4 separate regions of the Gossypium hirsutum genome follow, and regions 2, 3 and 4 are each linked to region 1. The links are chromatin contacts, called in public Hi-C maps. All regions are on one chromosome and are shown on one strand. The core of a region is the stretch at or near the end of the contact, and the rest is flanking DNA. Distances in the headings are between cores, read along the strand shown. Region 1 holds the start of LOC107961639 (oligouridylate-binding protein 1). Region 2 has its middle 47 kb from the start of LOC107951092. Region 3 holds the start of LOC107951092 (protein TIFY 10A). Region 4 has its middle 26 kb from the start of LOC107951092.

Region 1 (3,038 bases), core at 152-2,651:
ACAAGTTGATGAAGCACGGATATCAAAAGAAAAATGGGAAAACAAGTGCATCAAAAGATGACCTTATCTTTTTTAATAAGTTTGCATCCTTCAATGGGACCAGTACTCAGAAAGACTTCTTGCAGAAGGGGTTCCGTGACGTAGGGGTGAATATTTCCCACGTATCTGCAATTTAAGATTAGGTAAATGATAAAAATAACAATGAAATGGGACATAAACAGAAAAATTAAGACTAAGATTCTTCACTAAATATACATGCAAAAGATATTATGAATTATGAGCATAGCTCAAATAAAAAGACTCAAAGACCAAATGTGAACTTTTTTAAACAGTGAACTAAGCAAAACTCACACGCTGCGGCAAGTAGCTGCATCAAAGCCAGGAGGAAGATTCCCACTCAAGATAGGTTCTATCTGCAAAACATAAATTAAAAAAATTTAAAGATACAAAAACAAAAAAAAAAAAAGAAAAGAAGGATTTCTTCCCTGTGCTGGACTGGGACACTCTCGCAACGGTCAATATGACTAACACTAGAAACAAATGCCTAAAGGAGATACCTAAGCTTAAACTTAAAAGTAACAAAATACAAAACAAAAAAAGAAAAAAGGATCATATTTACATAATTAAGCTGCTACCTGCCCTTTTTTTTTTCCCGTTAAAACAGTCCCTAATTGTTGTCATCATGACCCACATCAGAAGACAAAGCTAATGAGCCATTTCTTACACAAAAATGATAACATTATCTCCCAAGAAAAGAACAATTTTTTTCAATCAAATTTTTGTCGTATAATTTCAACAGAAAACAGAAAATTCTCAGGCTAAAATCCCCAAAGATTTCACTGAGTAATACTAGCAAGCAAACAAATTGGCAGACGACATATATGAATTAAAACAAACCCAAGTCGAATAAGAAAGAAACAAACTTCATAATAGAAACTGAAACCCTCAATTTTGATATAAAAACAAAATTAATAGAGGGAGAAATACAGAGAAGTAAAAAAGAACCTGAGGACCACTCATGAGACTGGGATTGTGGTACAAAGCCTGTTGCATCAGAGCATGTTGCTGCTTTAGCCTTTGCTGCTGCATCTTCTTTCAGTTTAGTTAAAAATTTGAAGATTCTGAGAAAATCTATAGGGTTAGGATTTCTGGAGAAATCGAAAAAGAAGATGAGGATGAGGACAAAAACGGAAACTAAACCAAATTAAACCCAAAAAAGAAAAAATTTCAAAAAAATTCAAAAGAAAAAAAAAGAAAAAAAAAAGGGGTAAAATCCCTCGAAAGGGAACACTAGATTATTATGAGTTGAAACTGGAAAGGAAAAGATAAAATGAAGAGTGAGCAAAAAGACGAAGCTCCCATGATTTTATAGTACTTTTTTCTGTGTATAGAAAGGGTAAAATATCAAAACTATGTATAAATTTTGGTTAAATATGCAATTTTAGCCAGGAATTTTGATTTAGTGCAATTATACCCATAAAATTTGATTGTGATTCAAATCTATATATGAAACTTTGATGTTGATTCAATTGTACACATCAATTTATTTTTATATTGAGTTAGTATTACTATTTGTGTATGCAACATTTTACCTTGGTAATGATAGTATGGTTTGTAAAAATTAAATCAATATATAAATTTACACATGCAAAACATTAAACATTCAACCAAACTTCATATGTATTTTTTTAGACTTTATCCCTGAATAAAAATGCTAAAACTTTTATATGAGTTTATAAATAATATGTTCCAAGTTTATATTTTTTTTTATATTTTAGATTTAGTCCTTCTATTTTTATTTCTTTAAATTTAGTCCTATTTTTCATATTTTAAAATTCAAATTCAATCCTTACTACCCTTAGAATCCTTCTATCAAATTTTTGTTGATGTAAGATTTTAAAATTAAAAAAATACTCATTTAGTAATCATATAACAAAATTAATGTTATAATAAACTTAAATTTAGTAGAAAGTTTTATCTATGTCAATAATTGAACTTGTAATTTAAAATTTAAAAATTAGAGGAATTAATTTTTTAAAAAATAGACTAAATTGTAAATGAGAAAAGAGTACAGGGATCTATATTTTAACCGTAAAAAAAATATCTGGGTTTCTTTTTGGTTATGATCGGATGTAATCGAGAGTACTAAAGACAGCACAGATATTTTTCCAAATGAGCAATTAGATGAGCAGAGAGATTTTGAGCAAATGTTTTCAGTTGGATGTGGTGGGGACCACATGAATCTGCCCGCCTAATCAGTATTGAGATTAAATTAGCGGTTTTAGACTTGGGAAAATTAATTTTTTTTTATATGTCCTCTTAAGAAAAAGTAAAAAAAAAAAATCAATTAATTTTCACTATTAACTAATATAATTAATTAAGTTCTTTTGTTGATGGTCTTTACCTTTGATCATGATGATACTTAAAATAATTTGACAAATTAATTAACTAGTAACATGGATAACTTTTGGTTTAATCTAATATTTTTTTATAAAAAAATTAAAAATTGATAAAAAAATCATAAACATTATAAAAATTAATGTTAGTAATTATTAAAATTTTATTAAAAATATTAAAATTAATATAAACTTATTAAAATTATAAAATTAATAAAAATTATTTAAAATATTTAAATTTAAAAACATATTAGAATTTTTTAAAATAATAAAATGTAAAAAATTATTTAAAAAAATATTAAAATTGATATAAACTTATAAAAATTATAAAAAATTGAACTAGACCGGTTGGCCCTAGAGGTGAGCATGGGTTGGGCCACTCGACCCGGCCTGAAGGTCTGCCCGAAATGTGGGAAGGTTTGAACAAAAATATAGACCCGAAAAATGGGTTTGGACAAAAAAAATAAAGCCCGTTTAAAAAACAGGCCGGGCCTCAAGTAAGGTACTTTTTGCCAGGGCCCAGCCCGGCCCGGCCCAAATTCACTAAATGACAAAAAAATCTAATTTTTAATATTATTTTCTTGTTATTTTCTCCCTATTTTGCTACCATTTTACTATTATGTTGCTACTATTTTTTAGTTA
Region 2 (3,038 bases), core at 302-2,801, 240 kb after region 1:
ATCCCTTATCCTATAATAAACATAACCTTTCTAATATTAACCTCGCTTTAATCATGAACACTTCGTCCTTCCCTAATACCATTAAATAGCCACATAACCAATTTCTATCAGCATCTCTAATGACTCCCCCAATTGCAGTTGAGTAAAAATTAATCGAAACTGCACCATCTGTATGGAGCTTAACCCAAACTTTTTTTGGAGCTGGCCATTACATAGAGGTAACCATAGGTCTCGCATGAAATCTAGGCACCGATGGTGGAGAGTAACTTTCGTCCAACTGATACTTGTATCTACCACATCTTGGATGGAGCTTTGACTACTAAAAAACAAACATATTCCTATTTTTCCATAGTAACCAGCACACTATGGGAAATAAAATTTGTCAATCTACCTTATGACTACTACAATCCCCTATGTTCTGCAAGTTACATACAATCCATTCATCAAGTGGTAATGATACAAACAATTCTTGTTCCTGAGGTGGTATAATTGAGCTCCAAACTGCCCGTGAAAAGGAATAATCCTTAACAACATGTAACTCAAGCAGTGGCCCTCACAAGCCGTATGTCTCCTAACTCTCTCTTCATTAGTTAACAATATGTTCTTCCACAGTAACCAAATCAACTTCCAAACATTAGAACTATTAGCCGAACCAAAGTGATGCATACCTCTATAGGTTTCCGCATGGAAAAAGAACTTCTAGTCGTCCATCTATATGACAACCAATCATTCCCCGCATCTAGTGAAGGCAACAACACCAAAGCTATTTGCATAACAATTGGGTCCGATACGAAACTTCTAAGACGACTCCAATCCTAATGCATAAAAACAAATTCTTCCAAGCTGGGAAGATACGAGGAAAGAAAGAGAGAGGGGTTTATATATTAGTTCAAAATTATGCATTTTTCGAAAGTTTCATTTTGTTTTTCAACTTATCAAGAAATGGATGGAAAGAAAATTAATTTTTTTTTCAAATTTTCCATATTTTCTACCAAGCACACTCATGAAAATATTTTTTTTTCTATCTTTCTATTTTTCTACCTCTTCAATTTTCCATCTTTCTATTTTTTCCATTCTACCGAACAAAACCATAATCTTCATACTTGGCAACTTTTTCTAGTTTGATCTTTTAAATATATTTGTCTAAATTATTTTTTGAACTTGAATTTTGTACAATTTAATGTTTGAAAATAGAGGACCGATGGGAAGCTGCACGTGGACATATTTGTCAAAAAAATATACATTTAATTTAATTAATATATTTTATTTAATAAATAAATGCATTTACTAAAAATTACTTAATCAACTTTTAATTTCATTTTAAAACCCAAAACATCCTTATGAATTCCACCATTCTCTTTTGTTCTTTCAACATTAAAAAAAAGAAGTTAATAGTCCTTTTTGTCTTCTTCAACCGATTTTTAAGGTTGGTTTTAGCAAGACAGCAGAGGGACTGTCGGCTGGGGCTGAAGCTGATGGCCTGATGGGTGTGGGGGCTGGGGTGGGTGGGTCACGGGTAGGTTTAGATTTTTTGTTTTTATTGTTTAATTATTTTTCTTTTATTTTTCTTTTATCCTTTTTCCACTTGGGCTGAATTTTTTAAACAGAAGTTAGAGCTTTTGTATTGTTGGGCCTTTTTTAGCTCAACCCAACCTCAAGGAGCCCAAAATTTCCAAAAACCGGTCTGATTGGTTTTTCGATTCCTGGTTCAAACAGGCTTTTGCTATTGTTTGGATCGGTTACCCAGCTGATTCTGAATTCAATCGGCTGGTCAAATTTAATTCTCAAAACACCTTGCATACTTATAATTTTAAAAAATAAATCATGATTTTTTTAGTTTTTTTAATAATTTCCCGAGTTCAATCTTTGGGGTTTTTTAATGATTTTTTTAGTTTTGTTATATTTTTTAAATAATTGAAGTGAAAATTTAATTTTCCTTGATATGTGGTAGCAAGTGATTAGTTAGTTTGAAATATTTTAATGAAAATTTAAGTTGGGTAAGTAAGATTATAAAATGAAAATATAGATGCCAAACTAATAAAAAAAATAAAGTACACAGATAAAAAATAGTATTGACATCAAAGAGAGAATTTAATTATAATACTAGGGTGAAAGAGGTTGGTCTCATGCATTTGCTTGGTCCAAAAACCTAGAGAATGATTTCATGTTGTACTAAAAACGTTTTCGAAGTTTTGAAATTATGGTATTTTTTTAAGTTGAGCAAATGTTTTGTTAATATAGTATCTGTGACGATGGTTTATCTAGGTAAGGGGGTATTTCAAAATATTTTAATGTGGTATTTTTATTTTCAAAATGTCTATTATAATACTTACTTTTGTATTGTTTATTAATGTAATACTTCTGACTAATGGTATTAATTTTTGACGTTTTAATACATATAACTCATTAAAATGAATCCATGTGCTCTAAGCGGTATTGGTAATCAAGAAAATTCTGTATATCACTATTAACTTGATGGCAACTATTATAGTTAAAAAAAAAAATTTACCCAGGATTACTTAGTACATTGAAATCCCCTCCTATAAGCCAACAGTTTTTTTTTTCAATCCTCCCTTGTAAAGCACCAATTTCATCCCACAGCAGCTTCCTTTTAGCACTATTATTGCTTTTATAAATAACTATCAAAAACAAATGTTGACCGTCATTGGTAGCATAACAAGTTAGAAGCTGATCAATAAAACCAAATGCATCAATTTGTGAATTACCCCTCCATAGTAAGCAAATCCTTCCATTTATAGTATGACCATGATTATGCAAAAACTTCCTTTCTACTAAAGCTTGGGTATTGTGCTTTCACCTCTAGTTTTCAAAAGATAAAGAATGTTACTTTTAGCTAATTCACCCTCTAAATTATCTTACTTTGCTTTAAGGGGTTGTTTAGCCCCTTTGTATTCTAGTCATATATTTTTGGAAGGAGTAGGACTACCTCTAAGTGCCTTGTACACCTTTCTCTCTTGTTTTCTTTACTACTTGACCTTTCCCTGTTGGTTTGAGTTGGGACATCAACTTAGCCACTT
Region 3 (3,038 bases), core at 264-2,763, 190 kb after region 1:
ATCTGCAAAAAATAGACACCAACTAATAAGAACCCTGAATACAACATGAAAATACCAAACCATAATTCCATCTTCAATAAGGCTTACCGCCGGGAATGGATCGCTGAGCAGATCGTATGCATTCTTGAGTTACCGTGGTGCTGAAATTAGGGGTAGGAGGAACCCCGATACCGGACTCAATTGGACTTGTTGCTATGGTAGAAGTAAAGGGGGCATTGATGTGGGGAGGATTGGTGTTGAAGCTATTGCTTTGAGAGCTGCCTTTGCCAGCTAAAAGCATGATCTCCTTAGCTTTGTCGGCCGGGAAATCGTTGAACACAATCACTTGTCCACCATAAAAGATGGTCATCTGTGCAGTTTGAGGCTCCACTGAAGAACCCAATTTGTTCATGGTGCTTTTCAGAGCATCATCTTTAGGTGATGAAAAAGCAGCTTGATTAGGGAACAAATCCATGGATCTCAGTTTCCGAGGAGGAGGCGCCGCAAGGCAATCATCACCGGATTTCTCATTGACAGGAAACAAATTCATGGTGGGACGCAGCATCTCGGGAGTCTCTGCAACATATCCATAAATAAAACGATACATTAGGCGTTTATGTTTCTGAAACTACCTTCTTTACTAGTTGTATGCTTTCATAATAGAATTACTGGGGCTATTTATAATGGAAAAAGAATAGGGCATTTTAGCAACAGAATATAAAATTGAGGGGATAAATATCGCAATAGAGTTTTGTTGCAAACATGATGATTCAAATCCCCTATACGCACATGGTTAATTTCTTTTCCTGGACTATTTTCAGGGGAGACCGAGAGAATAAAGGCCATGTTTTTTTGACTGTTTTGAACAATAAAATATGAATATGTCAATTTGTAATTTCTGATTTTCAGATCTGAATATTAAAACCATTTTTTTATTTTTTTATTTAAAAAAAAAGAGAGATTAGAGCTTGAAGATTGATTCAATTAAACCGCTTTAAAACGGGCAATTAATCCAAAACTAAAAAATTTAACCCAAAAAACAAAGAACTAAAGAACATACCATTAGCTTCATCGTTGCATGTCATACCCAGACTTAGATCTCCAAAGCTACCTTTCTCCTTCAAGTACTGACTCAACAAGTTACAAGTTTGGGTAAAGCTTGTCTTCTCCGGTGACCTCGTCGGTTTCTGAACCAAAAATTCCGGTGAACACGACATATTCATAGAAACCAGAATCCCAGCTATTTACCCCTTCTGCTCTTTTTTTTTTGGGGGGGGGGGTGGGGTGGGGTGGGGTTCTTTTCTCAGAGAATGATCTTTAAAACTTTACTTACAGCTAAACTAAGGATATGTTCGAAAATTATGATGTTAGGCTAAGCAAAGAGATTTTATTTATAAAAGAGGAAAGAAACTGGCTTTGTTTTTAATCTCAGAAAAAAACAAAGCTCGTAGAGGAAGGTGGGTTAAAAAGCACGAGGAATAAATGAGGTTTTTTTCTAAGCTTGAAAAAAGAAAAAAAGAGATTTTGGGGTGCAGCCCTACAGGTTCCTAACTCGTGAGGGGTGCTTCACTATTATATCGTCTCGTCTCCTTTGATTGGGATTTTCAACACGTGTTCTTTTGTTTTTTATTTTCTGTATCTGTGTCGACGGCGATGTTTTATCAGTTTATTTTTTTATATTTCAATATTGATAAAAGTATCTTCGAAATTCCTTGATTATGGAGATTTAATTAAATTATTATTAAAACAATTATAACTCATTTCACTTGAATTAAAAAAAAATAAAATATGGGGCTATTTTTGTTTACCCAATTACTTTTTTTTTATTAAACACTAGGAATTATAAAGTTGCATATTTGGAGCATATAAATTCTAAATTTCATACCAACTTTGACAGCAAAACTCAATTAGTCTTTGAGATTAGGTTGAAAATAATTTTTTTTTGTCATAACTGGTGTCTAAGTTTTTTTTTCTCTTTGATATTTTGTTTGTTTAACCTTAATTAAAAATGGTTGTATGACAAAAATATTATTATTTATATATTTATAATATATTTTCCTTCCTTTTTCCTCTCATTTTAGATGTTTTATACAAATAAAAATATTTTGAACTTTATGATTTTGATTAAAGTTTTCAAAAGTTTATTAGTGCAGTCAATGTACGGAGCCACACCCAAAGTCATCGTAGGAAACATCATATTTTTATAAGTAATTAAATTTTAATATTATTTTTATAAAGAAACGATAGAATATTTTCCTGAAAACCTCTAGCATTTACTTTTTACTTAAATAAGCACAAAGGTAGTTGGCAAAAAATAAAAAAGCAAAAGAGTAAACGTTATTTCCTCAAAATAAAAAAAAATAAATTGAATTCAGAGTGAGAGGTGTCTGATTTTTTTTGGTTAGAAAAATTGAAAGTTTGATTTTACTGATGAGTAGTTTTCTCAAGTTACAATTTACTTAATTATAAGCATTAAGTTAAACATAAAAATTTAAACAGATGTTTAAAGTGAAAAAAGGGTAGTTTTGTAAAACAAGTCAGCTTAAATATAAAAATTTAAAATGAGTGCATAATCCTCATTTTCTGTGGGCGCCACAAACACCGCCTTCTCTTCTCTTGCCTTCCTTGAATCTCAAAAGAGGCAACCGCACGTTGCTTTCTCCAATAATAATTGCACATGTGCCAATCCACATGCCCCTTTCCCCAATAGGAGCCTGCAAACTTTGGATGCCTCCTGCGCCAAATATCCCTACACCATTTTTATTCTTATTTACATTAATTTACTATTAGTATATTTAAGTTTTGAGCACTTAATTTTAAAATAATTATAAAATAGTCATTAGATTATTTAAAATTTTCATTTCAGTCACCAAACTGTTAAAATCATTATTGTATAGCTTTTTTTTTCATACTATTTACACCAATTGAAAGTTATAGCTTTCTTTTTTCATACCACTTACACCAATTGAAAGTTTTCTTTCTCATTCTTTTCTATGAAACAACTTTAAACATAAGTCCTAATAGTTTTTTGCTCTAATCTTCGACATTGACTGTTAGAT
Region 4 (3,038 bases), core at 328-2,827, 160 kb after region 1:
CGATTAACCCAACCCTTGGACAACTCTAAAACGGGTGTATTCCTACCATCAGCATGCTCAATCAAATCTTAAACTGCAATGCCTTCCCCCAATTCTAGCTGTTACTCGTAGGGATAGAGGTATTATTCCAAACAATATTTCAAGTTATGTTTAGTATAAGTGTTATTTATTCACTAGTATAATTGATAAATATGACTTATTTTGGAAAAAGAAAATTTCTTTAACTTATTTTGAAGAGGCATTCTTTTATAAAAGTTTTTTCTCGTCATTTTAGTTTTAAGTTCAAATTTGTACTAATTATTTTTTATTTTATGTTTAATATTGTAATATATATTAAATAAGTTTTCTTTCTCCTATTATTATAGTAGTAACCAAATATAGTATCATATATAATTTATTAAAAAATCATTTTTATCGTGTTGATTTAAAATGACCAACAGTTTTCAAAACCTTTCACGATTAAAAAAGATACGTATAATCATTCTTACTAAAAAAAATTAGATCATTACTTGATAATATGTATCGTATTGGTGTTCATACAGTGGCAAAACAAATACGGAAAATGACACATGAATTGTGTAAGAACTGGTCTCTCACATGAAACTCAATCCACTTAACCCCTCAGAATTTCAAACCGATACTTATCTGTTGGGCCACTCTAATTTGCCTTTTCTGCAAGTTATTTGTATACCCAACTTCTTTGGTAATATATTAGATTCAAGGTTTGAAGTTTTTTTTTTTTCAATTTTTCATATTAGTTTTACAGTTGATATTTAGGTTTGTTGTTGTCTCTTTTAATTTGTATTCTCGTTATGGGAGTGTAATGTTTCTTACCATTACATTCAACCACTTATTGGCAAAGTTAACGCTACAGTAACTATTAGTATATTACATTAATAAGTATTGAGTGCAGTAGTAAAATATATTGTATTTTTAAAAAGAAAATTCAAATTCAAACACTGAAAAAGACATTTTTGAAAAAGATAACTACGAACCCAAAATAATTAATTTTCATGGAATGTAAAATAAACATGTAGGATACCTTAATCATACGAAAAAAAAACCATTAGTCTATCACTTAAAAGCAAATGAGTTTTGTTATTTGTACGTAATTATACTCCTTAAAGTTTTGAGTTTTAATGTTGTGAGCAAAAAAAATAACATGAAGAACCTTACTTTTGTTTAAGACTCTAATTCGGTTTCAAATTTAATTAGAGTCTAATATAATTATTTGATATTGAAAAAAAAACTGGACAAAAGTTAATAATCTCAATATTTGACTATTAATTGTCTCTAGTTTTTTATTTTCAAGTGAAGAGTATTTGGACTTTAATTCAGAAAAAAGGTAGGTTATGATTGTGAAGAAAGAAATATAAGAACAAAATTCAACCCCTTGTTTCCCCTTATTTATGCTCACAGATCAGCCCTTTCGGAAGAAGAAAAGCATGAGAATTACCAAATGCCAATTATTATTGTTGAAATAAAACTAGTTTTCATAAAATTACAATTACGCACCTGTTTGGAGTTTGGACCACCCACCTAATTTTCCTGAATTTTTTATTTATTTATTTTGGGTAAAAACACCTGGCTGATAAGATGCCAAGTATATGTGAATAGAAAAGTAGGCAAACCACACGAAGCAAAGCAAACGCGTGATAATTAATTATATTATAAACTAATATATATTTAATATAGTTTTATATTATTTCATAATTTTTATATTTTTCTAATTCAACTATTGAATTCAATGTTTAATCTATGTAAATCATGCATATAAAGTTTAAAATAAACAAAATCTTTTAATTTTTTATTTTATGTAAAAAATTTAACTATTATATATATATTAATATAGATAACATTTTAGGTTAAAATGATAGAAATCTCGGATTGATTTGAAATTTTACATTTATAGCAAGTACAATTATATTAAATTTGAATTGTTAAAATATCAACCGTAAAAAAAAGTTATGAATGAGTGTAAAATCATATTAGTTTTATATTAGTGCAAATGGTTGAGTAGTAAAGTATTTGATGTGTGTGATAATTAATTAAAAATACTATTGAGGGAGTAATATTTTTATGTTCGAGTTTAAAGATTTGATTCGACTCAATTTTAGATTTAGTTAAAGTTTAAAATGATTTTAGAATGTCTAAAATTAAAAAAAAAGATAAAATATGCTTCCATTCTTTTTACTTTACAAAAAGTAAGAAGTTAATCCAAACAAAATTATCAAAATCAAAATCAAAATCAAAATTAAAAAGTTAATACTAACAATTTTTTTGTTTAAATAATTGAGCAATAGTTTATATGAGAAATGCAGGGCATGAGAAAATGGGTTGGGCATTTTTTATGAAGAGACGAATCATGTGGTTAATCAATCGGAGAGCATTGTAGCAATGGGAAGACTAGGCTTGACTGCTTTCACCTCTCCCCCTAGGCCCTATAGATTGAAAGCCATGGGAGCTACCTGTGGGCGGTTCTGCTTAGAATAGACTTGCAGTTTGTTTTAGGGCTTTGTCCTCTTTTGTAAAAAATATATAAAAATAAAATAAAAGATAAATAAAAGTCAGAAGTCTTTTTGTTTGCGATTAACATCAACTATCAAAATCTAATTTTGATAAATTAAAATAGAGGAATTAATTTTTTAATTTTTATAAAGTATAATACATTAATCACAAAAAAAAATGTATAAAAGGATTAATGTACATTATAGTCCTAAACTTAACAATTAATACTTACTTGATATTTAAATTTTTTTTGGACCTAATTGATACCTAAATTTGAATTTTATTAATCTAGTGGGTACTTCTTTTAAGTACTTGAGTAACATTGGTAGTTTTTTTTATCTTTTTAATGTTTTTTAATAATAAATATTAAAGTAGATTAAAGATAATTCAATTTAAATGTTTTTTTCTTTTTTAATATAAGTGTCGAAATTAACGGCATCACTCAAGTAGCTAAAAAAGGTACTCACTTGATTAACATAATCCAAATTTAGGTATCAATTAAGTCTAAAAATAATTTAGATACCAAGTAA

The links. Hi-C and Micro-C count contacts between places; a contact is called where the count stands out from the background.
Region 2: a contact with region 1 is called in a Hi-C map of leaf, with 5 times the contacts expected there. The contact joins the enhancer-like site here to the promoter of LOC107961639 in region 1. A contact is called at or near these places in 11 of 34 Hi-C or Micro-C datasets (callus, hypocotyl and leaf).
Region 3: a contact with region 1 is called in a Hi-C map of leaf, with 2.2 times the contacts expected there. The contact joins the promoter of LOC107951092 here to the promoter of LOC107961639 in region 1. A contact is called at or near these places in 2 of 34 Hi-C or Micro-C datasets (both in leaf).
Region 4: a contact with region 1 is called in a Hi-C map of leaf, with 3 times the contacts expected there. The contact joins the enhancer-like site here to the promoter of LOC107961639 in region 1. A contact is called at or near these places in 8 of 34 Hi-C or Micro-C datasets (leaf and petal).

The regions. Positions count from the first base shown.
Region 1 is chrA06:21,414,900-21,417,937 of Gossypium_hirsutum_v2.1, reverse strand. It overlaps LOC107961639 (oligouridylate-binding protein 1), which reads right to left and starts at 1,401. Exons shown (of 12, transcript XM_016897703.2): 1 at 1,006-1,401; 2 at 352-413; 3 at 63-165. The coding sequence starts at 1,089.
Region 2 is chrA06:21,179,379-21,182,416 of Gossypium_hirsutum_v2.1, reverse strand. No RefSeq gene overlaps it. Among protein-coding and RNA genes, the nearest start is that of LOC107951092, 47 kb to the left of the region's middle. Within about 2 kb of position 1,551, at least 2 of the 9 cell types and tissues checked have an H3K27ac peak or open chromatin away from gene starts, as enhancers often do. A contact at or near this core is called in hypocotyl and leaf, where this site is marked.
Region 3 is chrA06:21,226,536-21,229,573 of Gossypium_hirsutum_v2.1, reverse strand. LOC107951092 (protein TIFY 10A) reads right to left here and starts at 1,513. Exons shown (of 5, transcript XR_001698316.2): 1 at 1,040-1,513; 2 at 88-555; 3 at 1-2.
Region 4 is chrA06:21,252,135-21,255,172 of Gossypium_hirsutum_v2.1, reverse strand. No RefSeq gene overlaps it. Among protein-coding and RNA genes, the nearest start is that of LOC107951092, 26 kb to the right of the region's middle. Within about 2 kb of position 1,577, at least 3 of the 9 cell types and tissues checked have an H3K27ac peak or open chromatin away from gene starts, as enhancers often do. A contact at or near this core is called in leaf, where this site is marked.